Regions from separate parts of the Sus scrofa genome. Here regions 1, 2 and 3 are each linked to region 4. The links are chromatin contacts, called in public HiChIP or PLAC-seq and promoter capture Hi-C maps. All regions are on one chromosome and are shown on one strand. Each heading gives the region's core, a stretch centred on a gene start, on an enhancer-like site or on the middle of the called end of the contact. The rest is flanking DNA. Distances are from core to core; before and after follow the strand shown. Region 1 holds the start of VPS18 (vacuolar protein sorting-associated protein 18 homolog). Region 2 holds the start of MGA (MAX gene-associated protein). Region 3 holds the start of DLL4 (delta like canonical Notch ligand 4). Region 4 holds the start of EXD1 (piRNA biogenesis protein EXD1).

Region 1 (7,044 bases), core at 2,264-4,763, 310 kb before region 4:
TTATATGTATGCATATATAAATGATTAAAACCAATTAAATTTATAAACAAATTCCTAAATCTTCCATGCAAAAGAATCCCAAATGATTTGTACTTTACCATCGAGGAAGCATACACCGCTACTCCTTAAGCATAGGCTGTGTATGGTGACTTCCTTCCAAAGAGTACAGTCTGGAAAGGAGGGGAAGAGTAACTTCACAGTGGAAAAATCTGACAAACCTCAGTCAGGGGATCAAGCTCAACATTAATGGGAATTCCCTGGTGGCTCAATGGGTTAAGTATCCAGTGTTGTCACTGCTGGGGCTTGGGTAACTGCTGTGGGATGGATTTGATCCCTGGCCCCGGACCTTCTGAGTGCTGAGGCCAAAATAAAGGTCAACATCAACAGTGATAAGTTGAGTTGATGGTATGCACCCTTGATATGATATGATGATAAGGGTATTTTACCTCCCCAAACCCATAACCCCAGTCTAAAAAAAAAGACATCAAATTCCAATGGAAATCATCCTATCTGCCCAGTATTCCTCAAAACTGTCAAGGTCACCTAAGACAAGGGAGGTCTGAGAAACTGCCACAGTCAAGAACAGCCAAAGGAGACAAGACAACTAAATACAAGGTTTTATCGTGGATGGGATCCCAGAACAGAAGATATTAGGTTAAAAACTAAAGAAATCTGAATAAAGTACGGACTTTAGTTAATAATAATGTATCAATATTGGTTCATTAATTTTAACAAATGTACCACACTAATGGAAGATGTTCATAATAAGGGAAACTGGAAGTAAGGTTTAAGAAAACTTTTTACTATCATCTCACTTTTTTCTGTTAATGTAAAACCATCCTAAGAAAGAAAGTCTTAAAAACCTAATTACTTACTTAAGTCAATTAAATCATTTCCTTTTGGTCTGGGTCTTCATTCAGACAACAATTACCACTACAGTTAACTTTTGTTGAGCATTTTCTAGGTGCGGGCAAGGGCTCAGAGTGACTTGCAAAACAGCCTATATTATTCACAATACTACAAGGTCAAGTTTTCTTCTTTTACAAATTTAGAAACTGAAGCTTGAGAAAAGCTCATTCGTGCAATTGCTGAATTTTTATCAGTGAGTTAGTGAATACCCCACAGGTGCTGGGTCTCTTGGAATAAATGCCCTGCAGGGCCCTCAAGTTTTGTGGGCCCTTGTGACCTCTGTCCCACCCCTACCCAGCTCTTCCCCCTCCCAGACAAAGGTGTCACTATTCCATCTGCCAGGTCTCCCCAGAGCCATCCTGCACCCTTCCCCACAACCCCTCTCCCCACAATGTCTAACTTGACAATACACCCAGCGGCCTTTCCTCATTTATGTCTCCCCCGAGTCTTCCCAGTCTACTCTCTCTTTTCTGGGCTGGGCCCTCACCTCTTCTCCTCTGCTTCTGCCTCAGATCCCATTCTCTCTAATGCGGACTTCACCCAAGCCACCACAAATCTTTCCAGAACCCACATCAGATGGTTTCATCCCCAGTGAAAACTTTCTGATGGCCCATTCAATAGCTTTCACAATCTGGGCACAGCCAGTCCCATTTCTCCAACTGCCCTACTTCCCATGCTCCAGCTTTCCACCCAGCCCCCAAACATCACACTACTTGCAGGCCTTTGCTCTTGGTTTTCTTTTTTGCTTTTTAGGGCTGCACATGCAGGGTATGGAAGTTTCCAGGTGAGGGGTTTGAATCAGATCTACAGCTGCCAGCCTACACCATGGCCACAGCAACACTGGATCCGAGCCACACCTGCAGCCTACACTGCAGCTCACGGCAACTCTGGATCCTTAACCCACTGAGCGAGGGCAGGGATCAAACCCTCATCCTCATGGATACTAGTTGGGTTTGTTACTGTTGAGCACAACTAAAACTCCTGCTCTTGGTTTTCTTGAGGGCTGCCTAACACTTTCCCTTTTTTGCCCTTGAAAATCATATATGCACTTCAAGTCTTAGCACAAACCACCTGCTTTCATACAACAATCCTTTCTCTCCTTGGCTCAGCAGTCAGTCCTTGCCTGTCTCATGGCAATTACCACAGGAATTCTGAGGGGTAGGAGCTGGTGAAGCTCAATCTCCAGCTGCGAGTTCCCTAAGGCACCTCTGTATTCAGGTGCTCAGGAGTGTTTGAGTTATCCTCACAGTCAGCTTCTGTCATATCAAAGCAAAATGCCCACACTTCATATGTAAGTGCCAGTAAGTGATCAATACAAGATAAGCCACAGCATTTCTGAGAGAGAAGTTGTGGTCCAGGGAGTCTTCATGGAAGAGGTGGACTTGAGAGTGACTGTCAGATTAAAACCATATTTAGAGTTTACTGAGCACATGTTATTACAATGAGCTTTCACCTAGATCACCTCATTTACTCTTCAACACAGACCTAAGAGATAAGTATCATTATATCTATTTCTTTAGATGAGGAGACCAAAGCTAACAGCATCAAATATACACAGTGTCGGAGTTCCTGTTGTGGCGCAGTGGTTAACGAATCCGACTAGGAACCATGAGGTTGCGGGTTCGGTCCCTGCCCTTGCTCAGTGGGTTAATGATCTGGCGTTGCCGTGAGCTGTGGTGTAGGTTGCAGACGCAGCTCGGATCCCGAGTTGCTGTGGCTCTGGCGTAGGCCGGTGGCTACAGCTCCGATTCGACCCCTAGCCTGGGAACCTCCATATGCTGCGGGAGCGGCCCAAGAAATAGCAACAACAACAACAACAACAAAGACAAAAAGACCAAAAAAAAAAATATATATATATATATACACAGTGTCACAGCTAGTGAGTGGCTGGGCAGGAGTAAAGGCTGGTCTCTGGGAGTTCCTATCATGGCTCAGCAGAAATAAATCTGACTAGTATCCATGAGGACACAGGTTCAGCCCTGGCTTCAGTAGGTTAAGGGTCAGGCATAGCTGTGAACTGTGGTGTAGATCGCAGATGCGGCTCAGATCTGGTGTTGCTTTGGTTGTGGTTGAGGCATAGGCTGGCAGCTACAGCTCCGACTTGACCCCTAGCCTGAGAACCTCTATATGCCGTGAATGTGGCCCTAAAAAGATTAAAAAAAAAAAAAAAAAGGCTGGCCTCTGACTCTTACTTCAAAGACTGGCCTAACATTGAAGAAGGAGGATATGGGGGAAAACTGCTGTAATCAACCAACAGGGAGTATGAACTGAATCTGCAGCAGGCAAGCCCACTTAGGCCCCATCCCATATATCCCAGAGAGCAGTGGAACCAGGAGGGAGGCTCTGGGGACAGTGAGGAGGTGACTGGAAAGATTCTGAGTTCCTGAGACACCCCTTCTGTGCTAAACAGCTCCACGCAGGGAGGATACTTGCTCTGCAGCGTCCAGACCTGACCTAAGGATGCAGCTGTAGCCCTCTTCTCTTGCTTGCACTGGGGGCGTGAACAGTGTGTTTCACTATCCACTCTTCAGCGTTTGTTTGGATTTGAATATTGCCTCCTGGCTTCCTCCACTTCCTGGCCACGTGACCTTGGACAAATTGCTCCACCAGGTCGAATTTCAGTTTCTGCTTTTGTAATGTGGGGAAAGGAGCAGTGCCTACTTCTTAGCATTAGTGCGAGGGTAAGCTGAAATAACATTAAATATTAGAAACTTAGCATGGTGCTTGGCACATCGTCAGCACACTGTAAATGTACCTTTTCTGGTTATTTGACCTTTGTCTGGACCTATTTGTGTTTCCCTAATGCAGGTGATCTGAGATGGAGTTTTAAGTAAGGGCAGGGCAGTTCCCTGGCTGGGATTACTTTTCCCAGGCCAGAGACCTGCCTACCTCCCAGCTCGGCACCTTCCCTCCAGGGACCTAACCTGAGCGCAGCGCCCCTGGCGGCATAGACGGCGGGAGAAGCAAGACCCGGCCAGAGGGAAGTTATGTTTTACCGCAAATCAGACGGGCGGTGGGAGGGGCAGTCCAGGCCCAGAGAGCCTTCGGCAAGGGCTGGTGAGGGTTCACTCTCTAGGCCTGTCAGGGAAATTCAGCAAGTGTGGACTCTCCACACAATGCATGGTGCGCACCTGGGCTCTTTTGAGGGTAAAGGGGGCGCTCTTAGTCATAACTGGGGACTACCGATTAAAACCAGGAAAGGGTGACGCTGGTCAAGAGCCTTCCACTTTAGCAAGGTAGCAAAGTCAATGAGCCCCAGGAGAGAAAAGACTGCAGTATGGGTCGCCTAGGCAAATGGAAGAGAGAAACCCAGTGGCAGTAGCATCCGAACCTTCGCTGTTCTGCTGCTCTGGACTCCTCACCTACCTCCAAAGTCACTTGTCCCTCATTCCTGCCTGCTTTTCAGGTATTTGTTCCCTGCTCCTTCGTGCTGCCATAGCACTGTGACCACGTACCTGGCTACACGTCAGGAGCGAAGGGCATTTTTTATCTGTTCTGTTCTCTATGGTGCCGCCCCAGCCTGGAACAGTGTCTGACAGAGTGTGTGTCTGCTCACGTGAGAACGACTGAGCTTCGAACAAATCATCAATCGCTTTTCTGGTATTAATTATCTATTTACTGACCCATCGCCCCCGCTGGATTATGACCTTCAAGGACGGTGTTGTACTTACCTAAGTAACCCCAGCACCTAGCCCAAGGCCAGGCATAGAGTAAGGGCTCAACACCTTTTTGTTAAATGAGTGAATGGAAGCGGCCCACTACCTCTTAGCAGTGCTTCTTCGTCTTCTCTGTTGCTCCTCTTGTCTCCTCTGACACCAAGGAGCCACTACGGAGCAGGTTAGGTAGCACATGGCTTCCTGCGAGCCGGACCACCAGCTCTGCCACTTTCTGGAAGCCGGTGGGTCCCTGGATGTGGGAGAAGCCAGGAGTGTTTGCCTGTGCCTTGTGAAGGTAGGGTCAAGACGGCAATTAGATTGAGGAGGTTCTCCTGGGTAACTCGGACAACGGGCTGTTTAAAAAGATGGGAGCCGGAGCTGGACAGAGAGAGCCTGAGCGTTCTTCTCACGGAGGTAAGCCTGGGTGTGAAATGTGCTAGGGACTGGCTCCGAGGCTGGGGCTGGACTGCCCTGGGAGGGTCGGGGAAGGGGGCTGGGAAAGCCGGGATTGCCTCCCGGTGTCCAAATCCGGAACTGCAGCAGGGTCCAGGAGGGAGGGGCTTGTGTTCAGCAGGGCCCGCCCAGCAACCGGCTCTTCTCCCGCTGCAAGGCGTGCAGGCTCCCGCACAAGCAGAGGGCTCCCCTGGAGAGGGGATTAGGCCTTGGCCCCGCCCTTCCTCACTCCTCACCTCCTCCCAGTGGCCGGCCGGGCGACGTTCCTGCGCGAGCAAACATCGGCTTCTGAGAACCCGGAAGTTACGTTATAGGCGCGCGTCCTGGGGGCGGGAGTCAGCTGAGCTCCTCGGGCGAGGTTGGGATCACCTGAGAGTGATCGAAGGGAGCCGATGTTTTTTTAGGCGCGGGAGTTGGGTGCTGAATTGAGCCCCCTTCAAGGGGGGAGGGCTCCCTGGTCTTCTCGCTCTATAAGGCGAGAGCGAGAAGATCCATAGGATTTTAAAGAGGAGGAGCCGAATTACCAGGATCTGTCAGATCCAGATCGAAGCTGAGGAGTCGCAGCTTCCCATCTGGGGAGACGGGGATCCCTGTGGGGAGCCCTGTTGTAATCTCTGGGCCTGGGACGGAGGACCCAGCGGCCGGGCACCATGGCGTCTATCTTGGATGAATATGAGGACTCCCTGTCCCGCTCGGCCGTCTTGCAGCCCGGCTGCCCCAGCGTGGGCATCCCCCATTCGGGTAAGGAAAGTGAGGGCGCCGCTGCACCTCTCAGCTTTCCTGGCATCTGCAGGAGAGGGGCGGGGAGGGGGGCTCCAAGAGCTCGGGTTAGCCTCCCCGGACTTGCAGTAGGGATCTAGGCCCTAGATTCTCCTCAGGCTCTAATCTAGCGGGTGGATGGTCAAAGTTTGAAAGAGCAGCAAGAGCAGCCGCGTGATCTAGGCCCTGCCACTAGGGTCCTTATAAGAGGGAACTGGGACTCAGATAAGGAAGTGACTTGCTTAGAGGGCTGCAGATGGGAAAACTGAGAATAGGCTCCAGACCCGTTGTGGAGGTGAGAGGAAGAGAGTGGATGAAGAATCTGGTGAAAGAGAAATGTTGTAGGGGGAGGAGCATGGTCCTAGAGGGAACTTTGTCACTGAACACGGAAAAATGAAGTATTTTAGGCTATCATTAAAGCTCCATGCAGCTGGGCAATGAGGGGATATTTTTGTGGAAAGTAGTACAGAATTGGCAGAGGGGTCTGAAGTGCTGGAATGTTTTATGCAGTGGTGAAGGAATGAGAGTTAAAGGCTAGACAGGAAGCACCAGCAGTTTGTTAACCAACTGACTGGAACTGTCCCCCAAGAACCCCTCTGCCCTCATTCTTCTAAAGACTCACTGAGACCATTACTGCATGGATCGAGGAGAGAGAGTGGAACTAGACCACTTTAGTTGAGCTGGGATTGCTGGGCCAAAGGCTGATAAGGAGAACACCCAACCCTTTGCTGCCCCCCCACCCCACCCCTGTTACCACTGGGAGCAGGTACATCATGCAACCCAAGGGTTCAAAGAATCAACCCCTCACTGTTGTCAGAAGTGTGGGAAGAGCCCAGAACCCCTAACATGGCCTAGGACTAATGGTGATTAGCAAACTGTTTGATATATTGCTATTAAAATGTTGGCTAACAAGGTCCTGGGGTAGGAGTATGTTGGGAAGGTGGAAAGAGCACTCTTTTGTTGCCTTCCCTTGCCCTTCCTTGCTCTGTTCCACAGCTAAGCTTTCCTTCACTCCTCACCTAGGGTATGTGAATGCCCAGCTAGAGAAGGAAGCGCCCATCTTCTCGAAGCAGCGCATTGACTTTACCCCTTCCGAGCGTATCACCAGTCTTGTCGTTTCCTGCAATCAGCTCTGCATGAGCCTGGGCAAGGATACACTACTTCGGTAAGTGAGGATCTAGAAGGTTTAGGACTGGGGACTGGATTGGTGGTATTTGGGGACTACTGACTGACTAGGCCCTTCTTCCACTCTGGGCAGGTGAAAAGG
Region 2 (6,365 bases), core at 76-2,575, 420 kb after region 4:
CAGTTTTGCCTGGAACTTAGGTATTATTCATTTGTTGCACCAATGTTGTGGTTGACAGTGCCTGAATGGGGGTTTCAGAGCAACTTCAGAAGTCCGTCAACTTTAGCCTACATGTTTTCCATTCCATGCTAACTCCAGCACATTTTCACCTGGTGATGTGGCATATCCTCTCAGGAAGAAAAAGAAGACCATTCCTAATACGCCTGGAGTCCAGCTCAGATCATTCTGGGATAAGCCTCTTCTTATTGGCTCCTTTCTTGTAACCCCCTCATTCTCCTTCGCAGTATTTTGCATTAAGTCCACCTAGCAGGTTCTCAGTACTTGGCAGTTCTTCTAAGAGAGTGAAAGGAAATAGTTTGGAGACTTGGACCACAGTTTCTGCTCTTTTACTACCTACTTCTATTTTGCCTCTTTTCTCTCACTTTAAACAACTCTCCCTTTTTACTAGAGTGTTAGCACAGAAGAAAGAATGGCTGGTAAGGGGTGGGAAAGAAGAAGGATAATCTTTGATATTTCCTTGGGAGAAATACTGTTAACTTAGCAACTGTCTGACACTCAATATATACTTGTTAGATTTTTGTTTGCAACCCATAGCTTAAATATCTTGAACAAACAAAAATTGAAAACGCAGGATCAGGGCATTAAAGCTCAGATAATACTCTATCGTGCAAAATTCTCATATCCACGTTTTAACCTTCTATCAAGACATCTTTCGTCTTTTTATCAGGCAAGCTAGTAGCAACTCTTCTTCCCTTCCTACTGGGCATTGAGGTTTTCAGACTCCTCCCTACTTTACTAGTGTTCTTTGGTTGTAGATGTTGCAAACTCTATCTCAGGGTCTTTTCTTCAACGATTCCCGAAGTCCTGGTGCTCTCTAAGCCCACAGCACTTTTGAGGAGGAGGAAGATCTCAGATTCATTTGACGGGCTCCTAAAGCCTTGGGGGCTGCGGAACCTCACTTGGGTGGGGCTGGGGCTGGGCGCGGCAGGGCGGGGCCGGCGAAAAGCCCAATTGAAAAGGTGGAAGGTTCAGTTGAGAAAGCCCCGCGGGCAAAGGTTTCACAGTTTTCACGAAGGCTTCGTGCGCGACGCTGAGGGAATTGGGGTGCCTCCCTCCTGCCTCGCCACTCTTGATTCTGGAAGCTTCAGTAGGCTTTTCTTGGTTGTTGACTCCCGGAAAGGCAGCGGCTTCAGCTCCAGGGGCGGGTCCCAAGGGTCTTGTCGCAGCTCCGGGGCCGTTTGGCCTCCTGGTGTTGGGGGAGGGGCGAGGGTGGTGCTGCTCGCGCCTCCTTTTGCGCTTGCGCGGCGGGCTCCGAGCGGGTAGGAGCGCGTGCGCGATGACGTGGACGTCCGGTGCGCGCGCAGACTCTTCAGCTGGAGCGGACACACGGTGTGCGAACCGAACAGAATAACCCGCCCCCAGCGGGATGTGAAGGACTCCGGGTGAGGCCGGCCACGCCCCGCACGGTAACTCTCGGGCCTGGGTGGAGGGCGTCTCCTTAGTACTGGCCCAATTGGAGTTTTCCAAGAGTTTGAAGCTCTTGAGTGTTTTTACGGCGTGAGAAGCGGTCAGCTGAGCGATCTTCGCACGCCGCGGCCAGGCCCGGCCTTGCGCGGGGCTGCCTTTGGCGCGCGCCTATGGTCCTCTGAGCGAGGCTGCGCATGTCACCTCGCGCGCGTCCCCGGCCTCACTTCCGCGTAGCGCAGCGAACTAGCTGGGAACATCGACGCCAGCAAGAGCGGCCACGAGGCGGGCGGGGTGAGAAGCGCCCATGGCGCGGCCCTGCCCTCGCGTGCGTGGGGTGCTGCACCGCATGGTACGATCCGCGTGACGCCTTCCAGCCCCGCGCCGGGCTGTAGTTCGAGAGCTGTGCTTCTGTGCTTTACCTTTGAGAGCTCAGGTCTTGGGGTTCCTAAACTCCGAGGGAATCGGTGCTGACCTCGCTTTTCTAAGGAGCTGTGTGCTTCGTTTTGACACCTGTACAAAACCCCTCATTTAGTATGTAATTTTGGGGCAAGTTGTTTGAGGCGAGATCGCGAGTTTAATAAAGAAGGAGGGCAAGGAAGTGAGCTGTAAAGGAGAGGGAACTTGGTAAACAAAGGGCTGGTGGTTCTTAAGTGCAGAAATGAGGGCGGGGAAAACAGGTGGGGAGAGCAGGTGTTATTTTCTTTAAACCTCTGTGGGGCAGCCTTTGGCTGGTTCTGTGTGGCTTCCTGCTTCTGTTAAATTATCAAGTAGGAGTCCTCTTTCAGTGGTAGATGGGTCTGGGACATAAATCTCTTGGAAGCATCAGTAACCAAAGTTGAGGAATCTGTGTCCGAAGAGTGTGGAGAAGTTAGGGATTAGTTCAAACTGGGTTGATAATGGGAAGTGATAGTGTCTTGCTCTGAAGGTTTTTACTTTATCTTCGGAACTCTGGAGATGCCTCCTTTTGGCGAGGGTATTAGCGGGGAGCGTGCTGGAGGTCTGAAAAGGGCGGGGGGAGCGGTTACTGATGGCAGCGTAAATAACCAAAAGTACTCTCCTTCTGAGGGAAGACCACTCTCCCAGGGTTCGCGTCGCCAAGGCAGACACGTGGATCAAAAGAACTCTCGAGCCCACCCGTGCGCTGCCTGTGTATGTTGTAAAGTTCCTCGGGCTTTTGCAGCAGAGTCGCTGACAAACACTGCCTGCTCTGCTTCTTTGGGCACGACGCCGCGGCTAGGCTGCAGAGAAACTGCCTGAAGGTGGCGTGGCGGCTCCTGGGAAAGGGGGCAGGCCTGAGAGGGCCGGGTTGCTGGTTCTGTAGTCTCCACGGTAACAGAATGCGACTGGATCCTGCCGAGCGATCCGCGGGTTCCGGCCGGCGGCACGTGATCTGTCGGGACTGCTCTTCCCCGGAAGAGCTTTCCTTGCGGCATTTTTTCACGTGGTTTTTGGCTAGCTGGCCTCTGCAGTTGAAAAGCGGTAATGTGGGCCCCAATAGTCGAGGACGACTGTTCTTCTCCGTGACTGGTCGGAGGCTTTTTCACTCCAAGGGTAGGAAGTGAGCGCTAGTGCTTTTTGCTGCCATAGGGTTATGTCTCCAGCTGTTGTACGAGGTGAGTGGGTTGGGTGTACTATGCAGAAAACACATGGCTGGGATTTGAGGAAATTCCTAGGTTACCTTGCCATACTTGGTCCAAGGCAGAGTGGCTTATTGATTGCTGTCCATTTCTGCCATAAAAAGTTAGTTATTCACATTCTCCATATACAACTCTTAGGGACCTGAGAGCTTGCTCGAGTTGCAGTTAAGGGATCATTCCCAGGAGTAGTATTTGGGGAGAGAAAGGAGTGGAGGGTGTATCATCTTAGGTAGGTGCAACTCTGTGCCTTAAAACCTAAAGCATTTCGGGTAACATTTTGAAATCTACCTTTCAAATTTGGAGTTGTGGTGATGATAAAGTTTCCAGGGTATAGTCTGGTCCAAAGTAAGTGCTTCCTAATAAAACAGCAAATACCATTTAATTATTAACTTAATTTAATGACTATTAAAAACCAATATTTGGCTATTTTTACTGTCTTTTTATCATTTACTAGCATATTTTCTGATTATTTTAATATCCAGACTATACTTTTTAAAAGATTTTTCAAATTTCTGGGCCAGTTGTATATTGGTGAGTACTGAAATTCGACTGAACCTATTTCACAAAAGTTTCAGAAATGTAATTTAACCATGCTATTGTAGTGAAATTATATTAAGGAACAAACTGACATTTTTGTGCCTACCATACAGCTGTGCATTTGTTATGTGAAAAGTTATGGTTATTTTTAGCAACTTGAGAAACATTCAGTTTAAGTTGACCAGCATTTGAATATTTTGTGTTTTTCAAGTAATGGTATTGATTTGGAATTTTAATTTGGTGTACTTTTTTTTTTAGTCTAGTACTTGAATCGTTGAATTAGGTAACTACCTAGTAAACTAACCAGTGTATTGTGTAAGTTGTATGAGGGTCATGGCTTTAGTAGTTAAACATTTCCCAGAGAGGTCATTGGTGAAAAGACATTCAGAATAGGGACTCTGAAATTGTAACAGTTTACTTATGGAATTGACCACATTTCCTGAAAACTTTCTCTGTGAATTTGCATTTGTTTGTATGTGAACGCCTGCATCTTGTGATTTTGACATTTTCAGAATCTTTCTACCCTCAACTAAACTTATTTCCTTGGGTCATTATTATAGTTACCTTATGTGGATGAATGCTTGATCTTGAAAAGCTGAACTGAGAGCTTTTTGAGTGTTAAGTTTTATCTATGTATCAAAATTTTAGTATTTGTAGAGAGCCACATTGATAGTATATTTAGAATCTTGGTGGAAGATTTATTGCTCTGTGAGTAGCTCACCTCTTCTGAGGGTACATTTGATTTTTGCAATTTGTTAAAGTTATCTTAGACTTTGGAGTGGTATTTGTGTCTCTGAAACAGCTGAATTTTCTTAATTGATTATCCTTTCTTTGGAAAATCCAATTCAGTATTCCAAAAGCATAGGCATATTGCTTATAGTGCAGTGAAATATGTGCTTGAATATTGTTGTGAAGTAAAATTTTATTCCTTGTTTGTAAATCAGTAACAACGTATGGCTCAAGATAGGGATTGTTTTGGTCATAAGTTAGGTTTTTGGTTTTATGTATTTTGATCAACTCGTGGAATAACTTGGCTGGAGGGTGGAAAAAAACCTTATGTAAATTATAAGCTTGAAAGTTCTAACTTTTTTGTCTTAATACACATTTCCACATTCATCTGTGTACAGAGTTCAAATTGGAAATCTGACTCTTCTGCCTTTTTTTTTGTTTAGACAAAAGAAAAATTTGAAATGTGTATAAATACCATAAGCACAAAGTTTACTTATTTGACACTAAACTGTATTTCTCTCAGTAGACTGTGATATTTCATAGATTAGCCTTTTTTTGGCTGTTCCTGTGGCATGTGGAAATTCCTGGGCCAGGGATTGAACCCTTGCCATAGCAGTGACCTGAACTACTTAAGTGACAGTGATGGATCCTTAACCCACTGTGCCACAAGGGACCTCCCTCATAGATTAATTTTTAAAAGATAGTGGTGGTTTTGTTTTTGCCATACCTGTGGCATGTGAAAGTTTCTGGGCCAGGAGTGGGACTCATGCCACGACAGTGATCCATGCCACCGTAGTGACAATGCCAGATCCTTAGCCTGCTGAGCCACACAGAGACTCCTCATAGGTATTACTTAAACTTGTTAGTTTTAGGAAACCAATAAACTTAATTGCATCAAAGCTGAGGATGCTTTTGAAAAGAATCACCCTAAATTTTATCTGTCTCAAAAATAAACTTCAAATCAGAGGAGAGATTCTGTTTTCACCTTTCCTTGGTATTAAGTACTTCAGTGTTAGAAAGTTGGTTCCTATTTTTATATCTAGCAATAATAAGAAACATTAGCAACCTTTTTTTGGGGGGTGCTCTTCTGAGGCATACATAAGTTCTGGGGCCAGGGAGCAGACTCCAGTCACAACAGTTACAATGCTGGATCCTTAACCTGCTGAGCCACCAGGGAACTCCTAGCTATCCTCCTTTGAAGTCTTGATTTTTAAAATATTATCCTCAGGCTGATGAATAGTTTAAGTTTTGGAACTCTCCCCTCTTTTGGTGGGCACAGTGTTTTGTGGCCAGACCTGTAAGAAGAAGTAAAATTCAGATTAGATGCTTTTGCTGCTTGTTAGAAGCTCTAATGAAAAATAAAATTAGACTTAATTAAAATGAGGAGCACCAATAAGTGGCTCAATTGGATTTGTCAAAATTATTGACCCACTTCAGTGGGAGGAGTGATGTAGCATTTTCCTTTTTTTGTATAAAAGCTAATCAGAGATGATAGCTTTATATCTTATAGAATATTTAGATAATTTATATTAGCACATCACTTCATTTGAATGTAACACCCTGAGATTTTGTTGAAACGTGATTCACATAACATAAAATTCATCATTTTAAAGGATACATATAAGTTGTTTTTAGTTCTTGAACACTTCCATCACCCCCCAAAGAAACCCCATACACATTAGCAATTGTCCCAGTTATTCCTCTCCCTGTTCACTGGCAACCACTGATTTTCTTTCTGCATAGATTTGCCTATTCTGGACATTTCGTATAAATGGAATCATACTGTATATGGTGTTTTTTGTTTTAACTTTAATGAATTAACTAATTTAGTTTTAACTATTTATTTATTTATTTATTTATTTTGTCTTTTTGCTGTTTCTTGGGCCGCTCCCGCGGCATATGGAGGTTCCCAGGCTAGTGGTCAAATCGGAGCTGTAGCCTCCGGCCTATGCCAGAGCCACAGCAACGTGGGATCCAAGCCGCGTCTGCGACCTA
Region 3 (6,792 bases), core at 2,052-4,551, 270 kb before region 4:
CCAGCCCCACTGCCCCAGTTGGCACGCGGCGGGCCGGGCTGACGCGTGGCAGCGCCCTGCAGCAGATGAGGCACGCGCCGGCCTCATTTCAATGTGAATGGATCGAATGGAGCAGCCATGTGGCAGCAACAGTTTGCAAATCTCCCCGCCTTCTGTGCAGCTCCCCGGCCGCCGCTCCCTGCACGTGGCCCTTTCTCCGCAGCGACCACAGCGGCGCCCCTCAGGGCTTAAGCGCCCCGCCCAAGCCAGGCCAGCTCCCCCCGCTCCTGGCCTGCCCGGCAGGCGCTGTGGCCCGGCCCCCACCGCGCTCCTACCTGAGTGCAGTTCGTCCGCGGAGAACGCTGTCCGGGGGGTGGGAGTGGAGGTGGAAAATGGCGCCGGAGTCCCAGGAGCTGCGCCGCCTGCCCTGGGGACCGCGCGTAGGCTACCGGGGGCGGGGGGGCACCGAAGCTCTACTGGGCCCTAGTCCAGCCTAATTACTAGAGGTCAGCTCGGGGGCAAGGTTGGGAGGCCACCTTGGCGCGTCCCGGCCCCAGGTGCAAGTTCCTCCTGCTGGGGGCTGTGTGCAGGGCCCAAACAGAGAGGACAGCAGAAGCCGAAGGCCCTTGCGGCAGAGGCTGTGGGCCTTGCCTGAAGTCAGGCGTCAACACCCCTCTGGCTTGGAAGCCCAGATCTTTCGGGCCTTGCATCCATGCCGCCTCTCCAGGGGTTGCCTAGCATTTACTTTGGAGTAGGATCGTAGATGTCCACGTGGCTTCAATCCCACTGTGATTAGCAGCCTCTGATCACCTCACAACCTCCAGCTCCTTGGAACCCCCAGAATATGATGTTGGGTCATTCTGTCCACAAGTTATGAATAGGAGAAAAGTAGGGGGGCCCCATCTGAGGAGCCGTCTGGGTTTCTATTCCCTGCCCACAAAGCAACCCTCTCCAGCTTAGCAAATGTGTGCAAAGCTGGACCCCAGCAGATTGGAGCACTAGTGGGTGTTCAGGCCCAAGGGTGAAGTCCCAGCGTCTGAGGGGAGTAAATGAATTTCTGGGACAGCACCAGTGATGTAGCAAATAGGTGCTTAATTAATGCCTTTTGATGGTGAAGAGAATTTAATCCTTTCTTCTTCAGGTCAGAGGATTTCTAGGTCTCTGGGATCCCTTGCAAGAACTCTTGACTCTGCGAATAATGATGATACTTTTGTTTGCTCCTTGATTGTTTGCTTTTGGGCACATTAGTCCAGATGTGTATGAGAGATAGAATGTGTTCCAGATCTGCCAATATTGAGCAAGATGCCTCCTGTAGGACTGGATGTATCTCTGGAGGTTCAGGCAAGAGCCAGAGCCAGAAAAGGAGAGGTTTTGCGTTTTTGTTTGTTTTGTTTTTAATGAACTGCCAAGCCAGGATTTGGGGTCGGAGGTGGACAGAACTAGGTGGGGCTGGATGCCAGCTCAGAAGAAATCAAGGGGCGCTCTTTGGCACCCTGGGCAGAACTAGGACCGTAGAGTGTGAGCGGAAAACCCACTTGTCAGGATCCCTGGGAGGCAAGCCCGGGGCTCCTCCTCCCTCGGGTCTGGGGACTCCGCCTGTCCATAACCTACATTAACTCTGGAGCGCAGCCTGGGCCCATCTGCCGGCCCCCGCCCCACCTCGGTTCCCCACGCCAACCCGCTCGCGCCAGATGGTGGCTGGGAGGGGTGGCCGTGCGTGGGGGACCCCGGAGCCCGTCTCCTCACCTCGCCCCTCCCCCAACCCACGCTCCCAACCTCTTGTTTCTCATCCTTCTCCCCGAGTCCTCCGCCACCACCCTCAAGAAAAAAAAAAAAAAAAAAAAAATCAGACCCATGCGCGGCCTGGGCAGCTGTTGGGCTTCGCGCCGCCCCCCAACCCCAAGTCTCCCCGGGGCCCGCAACGCGTCCCTGCTCCCCCCGCCCCTGCGCTGATCTTATCGCCGGACGACAGCCATCGCTGTGCGGGCGGGCTGACAGCTGAAGCCACAGAGCCCCCGCCACCCTCAGCGTCGCAGAGAGAACTCTCCGGCACCCCCGACACTAGTAGAAGCCGGCTCTCCCCAGTCTAAAGCCTCCGGGGATCACGCCGGTTCCGGGAAAGCAGCTGCGTTGCCGCCGCTCTGAGAAGTGGGGCCACCCGAGGGAGCTGCGAAGGCAAGACGGTGAAACTGCCTGAAACTTAAACGAGTCCCCGCGCTTCCAGTTCCACCCTACATTTCGCCGTATGAGGAGAGGACCCGGGTCTGCCCAGACTTAGCCTCTCACGTTGACTCGCTAGTGGCTTCAGCCAACTCAGGAGCCAGGGGAGTTCCTCCCTGCCTCAAAGGAGCGACAGGACGCGGGCGGTCGGGGGCTTGGGGCAGCTGGGGTGGAGGGAGAAGGTGGGCGCTGGAGCTGAAGCTGAAGCTAAACCTAGGTGAGGGGAGGCGCTTGGAGGCGGGGCCAGACCCTTATTACCATACAGCTGAGGACGCGCCCCCCTTATTCCCGGACCACGCCTCCTATCCCCTGCACCGGGACTGTGCGTCTGGGGACTGGCACGCACAGAGCCCAGGCGGGAGGCAGAAGGGGCAGGCAGAAGGAAGGAGGCACGCTCTGGACGCCCCCTACCCCCGCGCAACCGGAGTGGGAGAAGCCAACCAGGTGGAGGGCCGAGCCCCTGAGTCTTAGACGCTTGGCTCTTCGCCTTGCCCCGAGTGGCCACTGAAAGGATAATGCCTCCGCTAGCTTCCCTGCTGTACAGGGGAGGGGGCGTGGTGGGTGGACGCTCACAGGTTGCGGCCGGGCGACGCCAGGGCTCCCGAAGCTTGGGGAAGGTGGAGATTGGAATTCTTTAGCACTAGTTTCGCTTTCTGAGCTTAAGTTCTTTTTACCTGCTCTAGTGCTGCAGGTAACTAATGCCGGCTGCGGACACACCACCCACGGGGACTCCCCAATGTCTCCGCCCCCACAGCCATCCGGGAAACACTCGCTCACCTCCCGCCCCATTCCTCTCGGCCCTCCCCCTATCCTCGCACAGCCGGGGTCGCGGCTTGTAACCCCCAGTTGTGGAGAATTGGTTTCTTCGACAAGCGCTGAGCTGGGGGATCCAGGGGCTGAGAGCTGCACGGAGGGGCGGGGACCTGTGCCTGACTGGCTGACGGGGAGGGGGGAAGGCGGGGGCGGAGGCCCCCTCCGGGCGGCGCTGGGGCTGTAGCAGCTAGAGGCTCGAGGGGAGGGGAGAGTGACCACGAGTCTGAGTGACAGGCGGGTTAAGAGAGGAGCCAATATATATAAGGAAAGCTCCCGAACGCGCAGGTTTCAGTAGCGGCGCTGAGCGCAGACTGGGAACGCGAGGCCAAGAGCCGCAGTTCAAGCCGCCTCAGTGCAGTATACCCGGGCCCTCGTCTGCTTACAGCCCCAGGATTAGCCCGAGGACACGTCCTCAGAGCGGTCGCCGCCCGGTCGTCCTCACCTGGATTACCTACCGCGGCAGTTGGAGCGGAGTTAGCGAGAAAGCGAGGCGTGAGGAAAGCCCCGAGTGGAGCCTGGCTTTTCAGGGACCCCTCCGGCGGTTGGACGCGCGGGAAAGCTTCACGGTCGGCGGGTGGAGAGAGCGACGCCCCGGGGAATGGCAGCTGCGTCCCGTAGCCCCTCTGGCTGGGCGCTACTGCTGCTAGTGGCACTTTGGCAGCAGGTAACGTCCCGCGCCCCCTCCGCCCCTTCCCACCGCGCCGCGGGCTACAGCCCCTGGCGTCCGCCGACCTGACCGCTCTCCTTCCTCCTTCCCTCCGTCCCTGTGCAATAGCGCGCGGCCGGCTCCGGCGTCTTCCAGCTGCAGCTGCAGGAGTTTGCCAACGAGCGCGGCGTACTAGCCAGCGGGCGGCGGTGCGAACCCGGTTGCCGGACCTTCTTCCGCGTCTGCCTTAAGCACTTTCAGGCGGTCGTCTCGCCCGGGCCCTGCACCTTCGGCAGCGTCTCCACGCCTGTGCTGGGCACCAATTCCTTCGCCGTCGGGGACGACAGTAGCGGCGGCGGACGCAACCCTCTTCAACTGCCCTTCAATTTCACCTGGCCGGTGAGCACAGTCTGGGCTCACTGGGAGGCCGAGAGAAGGGATCTCCCTGAGATTAAAGCCCTCTCCCTAGATTTCCTCACTCCCTTCCAAAAAAGTGGGGCGCTCTCTTAGGATCCTTTCTTTCGATGCCTGGGACCTCACCCTCTAGTAGGCTCTCACTCGTCTCTCTCTTCCCTGTTCTGCGCCCTCTGTTCCCCTAGCTCTTGAAATACGATTTTCATCACCTACCACCCCAGCGGGTCCTCTACCTTCGAATGAGTCTCACGTACATTCCCCCATCCCTCAACCCTCCTCCTACCCGGGGTTCTTTCCCCTTCCCTGCTTGCGCGGGATGATGAGCCCGTTATGTTGACTCGGGTACAGTAACTGTATCCTGCAATTAGATTAATTAAACCGGCTGCAACAAGGCACTCCCACCACCCCCTGTTCAACTTGCTTTCTTTCTGTCTTCCCCCGCCCCCTCCTTTCCGTTCCCAGGGTACTTTCTCACTCATCATCGAAGCTTGGCACGCGCCAGGAGACGACCTGCGACCAGGTGAGTAGCTCGCTCCGCGGCCACAGGGGGGCGACACGGCGCAGCGCCGAAAGAGTTAATCTGAAATAGGCGGGGGAAGTGCGGGGTGGAGGGTGGGGGGCAGGACGCTTAGCTTGGCCGGGAGCTGCGCCCCGCGCTGGACGCTCAGATTCCGCCCGCTGCCTGGACTCTGAGCACAATTGCGTTTCCTGCGGGTTATTTTTGGCGTGGGAACGCGGGGAGCACGGCGGTGAGAAAGGCCGAAGCTGCCAGCGCCGCTGACGGGCCCCTTCCTGTATTTTACACCTTTCGCGAATTCCGCTCCTTTGGAAAGGGAATAATGGCTTTGGGATGTTGTTCTGACACAGAGGAAAAGGATATTTCAGCAGCACAACAATCCTCACTTTGAAAAGGAAAAAGAAAAGCAGTACCCATCTCTGAGGGCAGAACCCCTGAATGGGCACCAGAGGACCCCTTGCTCCCAGAGTCCTCAAAGGCCTGGAGAGCTTTTCTTTTTCTCCCCCCACCCCATTTTGACCTCTTTTCCTCTTTCCCTTGCCTATCTGCCTCCAGAACACTGGATAGCTTAACATCCTTCTATTGTCCCCTTTTTGAATGGTATCAGGCCCTCTGCACATGCATGCACAGAGCAGCTAAGCAGTGGGACACTTGGGTTCCTCTGGCCTGTGCTTGCTGGCAGGTGGGGATCATCTGGACAACTGGTTTGATCCAGAAGTTGCTGGCACTCTTGGGGCCTGGCTGCCCTTCCTTGACCTGGCCCTCTGCCCCTTCAGAGGCCTTGCCACCAGACGCACTCATCAGCAAGATCGCCATCCAGGGCTCCCTTCCTGTGGGCCAGAAGTGGTTACTGGATGAGCAGACCAGCCCTCTCACAAGGCTGCGCTACTCCTACCGGGTCATCTGCAGTGACAACTACTATGGGGACAGCTGCTCACGTCTATGCAAGAAGCGCAATGACCACTTCGGCCACTACGTGTGCCAGCCAGATGGCAGCCTTTCCTGCCTGCCTGGCTGGACTGGGGAGTACTGCGAACAGCGTAAGCAGCCAAACCCCCGCCTGCATGGAGGGGGGTCCCGGAAACAAATACTGTAGCATCTTCTCAGCTGCATCCTCCTATGGAGAGCAGGTCTGACTCTCCACTAACTGGGCCTCAGAAACAGCTGGGGATGCTTAGGATGGGCTTGGACTCTGCCCTGTCTTCTTAATGCTCCTCCCCATCATGCTAAGGCCCACAAGGACCTCATGACTGCATTCCCTCCAGCCTGGATTCTGCTTCCTGTGCTATCATTTCTCTTTAAGATATCCATGGCTCCCCTGGGAGGCCAGGAGTGGGAAGTGAGCCCAGGCGAGCTGGGGGCACCCTCAAGGCCAGGAGAGGAAGAGGGAAGCTTCAGAGTCATTGGCATCCCACCCTCACCCAGCCCTGTTTTTTTTCCTCAGCTGTCTGTCTTTCTGGCTGTCATGAACAGAATGGCTACTGCAGCAAGCCAGCGGAGTGCATGTGAGTAGAGGACAGGAAGCAGTGAGGGAGGATCTGTCCCCTGGCCAGGCCCTCACCTCACCCTCAGCTTCTCTTTTGTTTTACAGCTGCCGCCCAGGCTGGCAGGGCCGCCTATGCAATGAATGCATCCCCCACAATGGCTGTCGCCATGGCACCTGCAGCACCCCCTGGCAATGTACTTGTGATGAGGGCTGGGGAGGCCTCTTCTGTGACCAAGGTGAGTCAGGGCAAAAATAGAAGATTGGAGATATGGCCAGGGGGTGGCAACCATTATCATCTGGACCTTTCTTACTTGGTGACTGCTACACTGGCCTTCCCATGATCCTTCAGGGAGCTTGAAACTTGTAAGAATCTCAACAGCTGGCTTAGAATGAGATGGTGGGTCCTTCGTCCTCCAGGTGCTGGGGAGGTAGGGTGGCTGAAGAAGCCAGAGGTGACAAGTTGGCAGCCTGAAAGTTGCACTCATAAATTCCAGCAAGGCCAGAGAGAAGGATGCCGGGGCTCAGTTCCTCTTTCTACTTCGTAGTTACCTATTAACCCCCTAAGTGTTTGCTTACCTGCCAGGGCTGTTTGAGCAGCTCTCCCCTAAACAGCTGTCTGGTGGGGTGTGCCCACTGGCTGCCCCAAGGCTGTGGGTGAGCGGGGCCTCTGGGCGGAGTGACATCTAACCGCCTTCTTGGTGCGGCAGAAACAGCCTC
Region 4 (6,365 bases), core at 2,201-4,700:
CCCCAAACTTTGTTATTAGTCTCCTAAAAGGCAGAAGATTAAGAAAAATAAAATGAGACCTTTCTTCAGGACAACAATCTTGTTAGGGTCCACATGCTGAAGCACTCCCTCAAAGATGCCACAAATCAATGTGAGTTTCACTCTTCTCCACAAAATCTGGTTGAGGAAATGGTAGTCACTGCTTGGATCCATACTACCTGATTCCAAAAGCAGTCTTCAAGTAATCTTCTTTAAGTATCCAAACACTTGAAAATAAAAGAGATCCATTATTTAAAAAAAATAGTGTGGGAAGAACAGAGTTATTTTTCCTTTGCACATAACTGGAAGGGACAAGAAGAATAAAAATACTAGAGTAATTCAAACCTGTTCATCTTTTTAGAGTGATAATGAGAAAAGGATCATTTTAAGTACCAATTCTAATTTATACATGGGAAACTGAAAATTATAAAACTTTGGCTTGGACTTCTTTGTCTATAAAATGGCTTAATAGCACTTTTCATTCCTTAGCTAAATGGGATAAGAAGAACATTTAGATGGTTTTTAATAGCACATACATACATCTCTTAACATCAACCAAAAAAAGTACAAGAACAAATGAAAAAAACTGATATCGGCAAATATTTGCCACCACACGTTGTGATGAATTGTTTACCTAGATATGTCTGGGACCTAGCCTCTTCTGAATGTAGCCTCTTCCAGATTAGTCACACTTCCAGAGTCTGACATTTGGTTACCAAAGAATAAATGACTTAAAACTATCATAATTTACACATTACCAATCCAGCTGTCATGTCACTGTGAGGGCCATTCCACCACACTGTAGCTAGAGCTCAGGGCTTGGGCTGCTGTAATATCACCAACCAGGCTGTGCAGCCTAACAGATTAAACTGCCCCATGCCACACTGGTTCTGTAAAACTCAATTTTTTTTTAAAATGATACATGCTCATTACAAAAATAACAATGCAGAAATGTACAAAGAAAAAACTGACCTCCTGGAAATAACTATCACTCATTGAAGATACTCTTACATTTGTTTGTTTGTTTGTTTTAGTTTCGGGTGTTTTTTTTGCTTTTTTTGGTGGGGGCACACGTGTGGAAGTTCCCAGCTAGGGGTTGAATAGGAGCTGCAGCTGCTGGCCTACGCCATAGCCACATCATCATCAGCCTACGCAGGATCCAAGCGACGTCTTCAACTTACACCACAGCTCACGGCAACGCCATATCCTTAACCCAGTGAGTGAGGCCAAGGCTTAGACCCAAATCTTAATGGATACTACTTGGGTTTGTTACTGCTGAGCCGCAATGGGAACTCCTACTCTTATGTTCCTTAGTGTAATACTGTAATTTAAAAGATGAATCCTTTTTTTTAAAAAAAGTATCTTTTAGAACAATCCTGTTATTTGGATGTCTTTGCATTTAGAACCCCAGCTAAATGTTTAAATTTACATTGGTTTAAATTTAAAAGTGGCTTGCCTTTGCCACACTAGGAACAGTCAACCAGTGAATTTTCCATTTACTTTAGCTATAAAACATTGACCAAATAACTAAGGCCCAGTTCAACTAGGAAGAAGATGAGAATGGTTTAAATTTAAAAGTGGCTTGCTTTTGCCACACTAGGCATAGACAACAAGTGAATTTTGCAACTTATTTAACTATAAAACATTGACTAAATAAGGCCCAATTCAACTAGAAAGAAGATGAGAAGTTATCATTTTTAACCAGAAAAACACATTTTAAAATTTAAGGTCTAGCAAGTGCTTTCACAAAAATTATTTAATGCCTCAATAATTACCTAATTTACAGATGTAGGACTGACGCTTAAAGATGTAAGACACCTGCCCAAAGTCACAGAGCTAGAACTTGAAACTTGAACTAAAACCCCTACGAGATCCCTGGTGTTATGCATTCAGAGACAGCATAAAACAAGTCACCAGAGCACCTGGAAAGACCATTCTTCTTTGCTCACTAATCCAACAGGCAAAGGGGAATTTTTACAGAAATAACAGCGAACCTAAAACTGGAAATACCAGCCCTTCATAGAGATAATCATCTGTATTTTTAAAAACATAAGAAACAAGTTTGTGAAATGCTTGGACAATAAGGAAATTTAAGAAATGTTAAAGTAAATCAGAAAAACAACACAAAGCAAAGAAAGCCTTGAGGACAGCTGCAAAAGGTAAGATTCAAAATTTGGAAGAACAAGTAAGGTCAGGATCCAGAGACAGGCTTCAAGGCAGACTCAGAAAATGGACACATGTCGCTGACATCAAACTTTTTCTACCATACTCATACTCGCAGGATAAAAGGAAGCTCCTGTGGTCTAGACGAGCATATCCAAAATGCTACATTCTGTGTATGACGGCAGACATTATTAGGACAAAACAGAGTAAGTCAATCACGAAAACAAACTCAGTAAGACTATAAACTTGATCTCATGCCAATCTATCAAAGCCTTAGGTAAAGCTTAAAAACTAGTAATCTAAGTTGACTTGGGCAGCTCGCTAAAATAGCCTTCTAGTACTTAGGTACTAAGTGACAGAGGTCAAAATTTGGTTCTTCCATAATTCAAATCTGTTCTGTAATAAGCCCAACAATCGAGTGAAGGGGTGTAAAGGCACTGAAGCCACAGTTAAAGATCTGGTTCACCTGGCAGGGTGTACTAATTTAACAAGTGGCTTTAAGCGTTTTCAGGAAAACAAAAATATGCCATGAGAACAAAATGCAAAATCCCTCATCTTTAAGGCAAAATAAGAAACTTAAAAACAAACTGCGGGCCATACACTAGAAATTCTCTCCTCCACCGTTAGATTTTTTTTTCTCCGACGGAAGTTTAGGAAATCTGGTCCCTATTTCAGCCAAATGGTGAGTTCCTCGCGCTTCAGTCTTGAACTAACAAAAGAGGGACTGCTGTTAAGGAAGAACTCTCGGGAAGTTCCAAGCCCGCGGTGGCTGTTACCAAAGGACAGTCCAGAAAAAAACAAATTACAGAAAAGTACGCAGCGCAGGACACCGACGCAGCGGAGCGGACGCCAACCGGCCTGAACAGAAGGTCCCGGCTGTTTCCCAAGGAGCCAATCAGCGCGCGGCCCCGAAGCTGGCACCCGAGCGCCCCCCAGGCAGGAAAAATGAGATGCAACTCCCAGCATGCAGTTCCCAGGAGACACGCCCTGGCTTTCACCCAAGCGACGTTTTGTCTATTTTGATTGTTTCTCTCCGCGATCCATGCCAGTTGTAGGGTGGGGTTTCTAGAATTAGAGTTCTGTGATAAAGGGGTTGGCTACGCTGTATGTCACAGGTCTGCGTGTTGTAAAACGGTGGGTCAAGGCGTTGCCCTTTTAATTGCGGTCTCTAAGGCCAGAGTGGCATTGCCCATTTAAGGCCGGTGGCATCATGGTTCCGGGGGCGTGGTCCGTTTTGAGCTAGACCTGGCCTGGCGCTGGGCTGATTCATTCGGGGGCTGGAGCTAGGAACGTCGACGTCGGCTCCTGAGCCGGGCGCAGTCTCACTCCCAATTGGCTGGGCCTCTGGGCCGCCCTTCTCCGCGCGCCACCCCTGGGTTCCCTTCCCGGCCCTCAGTAGAAATACTGCCCTCTCCGTTTTTGACCCCGGTCCTTCCTCCCCTTCTTCCCTCTCTCCTGCAGCCGCTGTCGCTTCAGGCGCCCCTGCTCCCGGAGGAGCTCCCGGCTTAGTGATGGGGTCCCGGGCCTCCACGTTACTGCGGGACGAAGAGCTCGAGGAGATCAAGAAGGAGACTGGCTGTGAGTTCGGGTAGGGGGTGGCAACGCGGCCGGGCGCCGCCGGTTGGCCTCAGGAGGGAGGGTAACTGTAGCTGAAGTCTGAAGCTGGGGTGCCGGGAGGTTGTGGGGTTCCTGGGAAGTTTCCAGCGCTAGAGCTTCGGGGATGATGGAGAACCAGTTCTTACAGCTACAGCTACCCAGAGTGGGGCTCTGGCTCCTGTGGGGTTGTCCTGCTCAAAGTAATCCCGCTCTTTTCTCCTCTTGCACTTGAAAGTCTCCGAATTTTTTATCTTTCTGGAACAACCTCAAATTTCTGAAGGAATCCTGTAGAAAACATTCTGTCCGTTTCTGTGACGTTTCTGGGCAGGGTGTTACAGCTACTGACAACGGTGGGAAATCAAACAAATTATTGCCTCAGCTAGAAAAATAAATACAGAAAGTGAGATCGTATAGTAAGGCTTTGGAAGACATGACCTGCTGATGGGAGACCTTAAAGAGTCAGGGATCTGAGAGTGAGACTTCTTTCATTTTGAACTTGTGGAGAGAAAGTACGGATTCTGTGACTACCAGTTTTTTAAATTTACACTGAGGATGTTTGCTGTCCTGATTTCAGATATATTGATTTCTATTATGCTGGTTTACTTTATGCAGTCGCCATAGAAACTGGATGTGCTCCAAAAATCTCAGTGTGAATTTGTTTTAGGAACTGACTTTAATAATCCAGTCTCTTCCTCATTAACCAGAAAGGGGTAACATGGCTTTGGGATTTCAGAATCCCAGAAAACATCATATATTTGTGTAGCTGGCCCTCGATAATGCGTATGATATTTTCTCTTCTCACTAATCCATTATGACTCATGTATTTTACATGATTTGTGGAAGCATCTGGGTTCTGAGTTTTAGGATACCTGTCTTTGATAATGAGATGACAAGTAAGTCACCGAATGGTCCATTTGCAGATAATAGTGAGTGCTTGGGTAACTTCAGAATTACTCAGGCAGTGGTGGCCTGAGATAAATTAAATGCTGTTTAACTTTCTAGAATCTTCAAGTTGGAAGGGATGTTATTTATCTAGTCTCATCCCTTCTCAGATTGGTTTACTGCTTTCAGCATCTCCAAACTCATGGTCATTAAGTCTCTCCATAATGACTTTAAGGATGGTGAGCTCACCACCTTCCAATGTAGTTCTTTTTATTATATTTATTTTATTTTTTAGGGCCAAACCTGCGGCATATGGAAGTTCCCAGTCTAGAGGTCAAATTGGAGCTTCAACTGCTGGCCTATGCCACAGCCATAGCCACAAGGGATCTGAGCCACGTTTTCTACCTACACCACAGCTCACAGCAACACTGGATCCTTAACCCACCAAGTGAGGCCGGGGATCAAACTCATATCGTCTTGGATACTAGTCAGGCTCATTACTCCTGAGCCATAATGGGAACTCCACCTTCCAAAGTAGTCCTTTTTATGATTTTGAACAAATGACAGAAAATAGTTAGCTGTTTATAATGTGCAGTATGTTTGGCCACTTGACCTTATGGTCATTTTATGACTTACTCTGACTCCAAGAGTGGAAATATGGGCAAGAATTTTAACACTTTGTGGCTGTGACCTCTGGCCACACTTGTAAATATAAGAACTACTTTATTTTATTTCATTTATTTATTTATTTTAGGGCCACACCTGTAGCATATGGAAGTTCCCAGGCTAGGGGTCAAATTGGAGGTACAGCTGCCAGCCTATGCCACAGCCACAGCAACTCGGGATCCGAGGCTTGTCTGTGACCTTCACCACAGCTCATAGCAATGTTGGGTCCCTGACCCAATAAGTAAGGCCAGGGATAGAACCTGCATCCTTATGGATACTTGTCGGATTCATTTCTGCTGTACCACAACGATAAATCCTGTGAGAACTACTTTCTTAGGTGACACCAGAGTTAAAGTGTTTGTGCTTAAAATAAAAGTCATATAATGAGGGAGTGTGCATCAGAGTGAAGGTGGAAAAAGCAATTTTTGTCTTAAGATGAAGGGAGCAGTAATCCCATTCTGGTTTTATTACATTTTAACAAATGAAAGGGGCCTCTGTTCCTATAGAACTCTGTCTGGGTTATTTTCCTATGTGACTTGTGAGAACTGAGTACTCCTGCAGTTATTTTCCTAGCTGCTGAAAAGTAAATCAAGCTGAGGGAATTATCACCCACAGCCAGTGTAAAAGTACGAATTAAGTCAGAAAGCCTAATGAAACAACTACTTATTGAATTTTTGCAGTGTCTTAGTTCAGTACCATGCTGGGTATTCAAAGCAGATGGTGACATAAGATGCCCACAACCTGGTTGTGGAGATAAGCCCACAGGGTTAGGTACCTGAAATTGTGTGGTACCCACATTCAGAATTCAGGGAAGAGTTCTTGTGAGGTGGCCTGAGGAGGACTGGAATTGGGCCTTAATACATGCATGATTTGATTATGTTTGGATAAATTAACCTAGGGCATTTCGAGTGGCTTCTACCCTTGTCCTCCCCTGGCCTGGTACACCGTTATTCCTCTGCTCTGGAAGTTGAGCCACCAGTGTATCCAGTTAGTGCTCATCAGCATAGTTGATTCTTAAAGCAGTAATCTTAAGAGTTCCT

The links. Promoter capture Hi-C pulls out the DNA fragments that hold promoters and counts their contacts. HiChIP or PLAC-seq counts read pairs in DNA pulled down with a chosen protein or histone mark.
Region 1: a contact with region 4 is called in a promoter capture Hi-C map of liver, with 2.6 times the contacts expected there. The contact joins the promoter of VPS18 here to the promoter of EXD1 in region 4. A contact is called at or near these places in 1 of 5 promoter capture datasets (liver) and 2 of 2 datasets of contacts at active chromatin or transcription factors (alveolar macrophages and skeletal muscle).
Region 2: a contact with region 4 is called in an H3K27ac HiChIP or PLAC-seq map of alveolar macrophages. The contact joins the promoter of MGA here to the promoter of EXD1 in region 4. A contact is called at or near these places in 1 of 47 Hi-C or Micro-C datasets (heart right ventricle) and 1 of 2 datasets of contacts at active chromatin or transcription factors (alveolar macrophages).
Region 3: an H3K27ac HiChIP or PLAC-seq map of alveolar macrophages shows a contact between it and region 4. The contact joins the promoter of DLL4 here to the promoter of EXD1 in region 4. A contact is called at or near these places in 1 of 5 promoter capture datasets (fetal liver) and 1 of 2 datasets of contacts at active chromatin or transcription factors (alveolar macrophages).

The regions. Positions count from the first base shown.
Region 1 is chr1:130,416,936-130,423,979 of Sscrofa11.1, reverse strand. It overlaps VPS18 (vacuolar protein sorting-associated protein 18 homolog), which reads left to right and starts at 3,513. Exons shown (of 6, transcript XM_001929361.4): 1 at 3,513-3,590; 2 at 3,718-5,759; 3 at 6,801-6,942. The coding sequence starts at 5,669. It overlaps LOC106509024 (a long non-coding RNA gene), which reads right to left and starts at 4,792. Exons shown (of 2, transcript XR_001306223.2): 1 at 4,672-4,792.
Region 2 is chr1:129,692,394-129,698,758 of Sscrofa11.1, reverse strand. MGA (MAX gene-associated protein) reads left to right here and starts at 1,325. Exons shown (of 25, transcript XM_021097378.1): 1 at 1,325-1,466. It also overlaps the pseudogene LOC110259510.
Region 3 is chr1:130,382,920-130,389,711 of Sscrofa11.1, reverse strand. It overlaps DLL4 (delta like canonical Notch ligand 4), which reads left to right and starts at 3,301. Exons shown (of 11, transcript NM_001244418.1): 1 at 3,301-3,676; 2 at 3,788-4,057; 3 at 4,535-4,592; 4 at 5,366-5,629; 5 at 6,034-6,094; 6 at 6,181-6,311. The coding sequence starts at 3,611.
Region 4 is chr1:130,109,546-130,115,910 of Sscrofa11.1, reverse strand. EXD1 (piRNA biogenesis protein EXD1) reads right to left here and starts at 3,450. Exons shown (of 11, transcript XM_021097534.1): 1 at 2,782-3,450; 2 at 60-245. The coding sequence starts at 192. It overlaps CHP1 (calcineurin B homologous protein 1), which reads left to right and starts at 3,450. Exons shown (of 7, transcript XM_013993169.2): 1 at 3,450-3,759. The coding sequence starts at 3,693.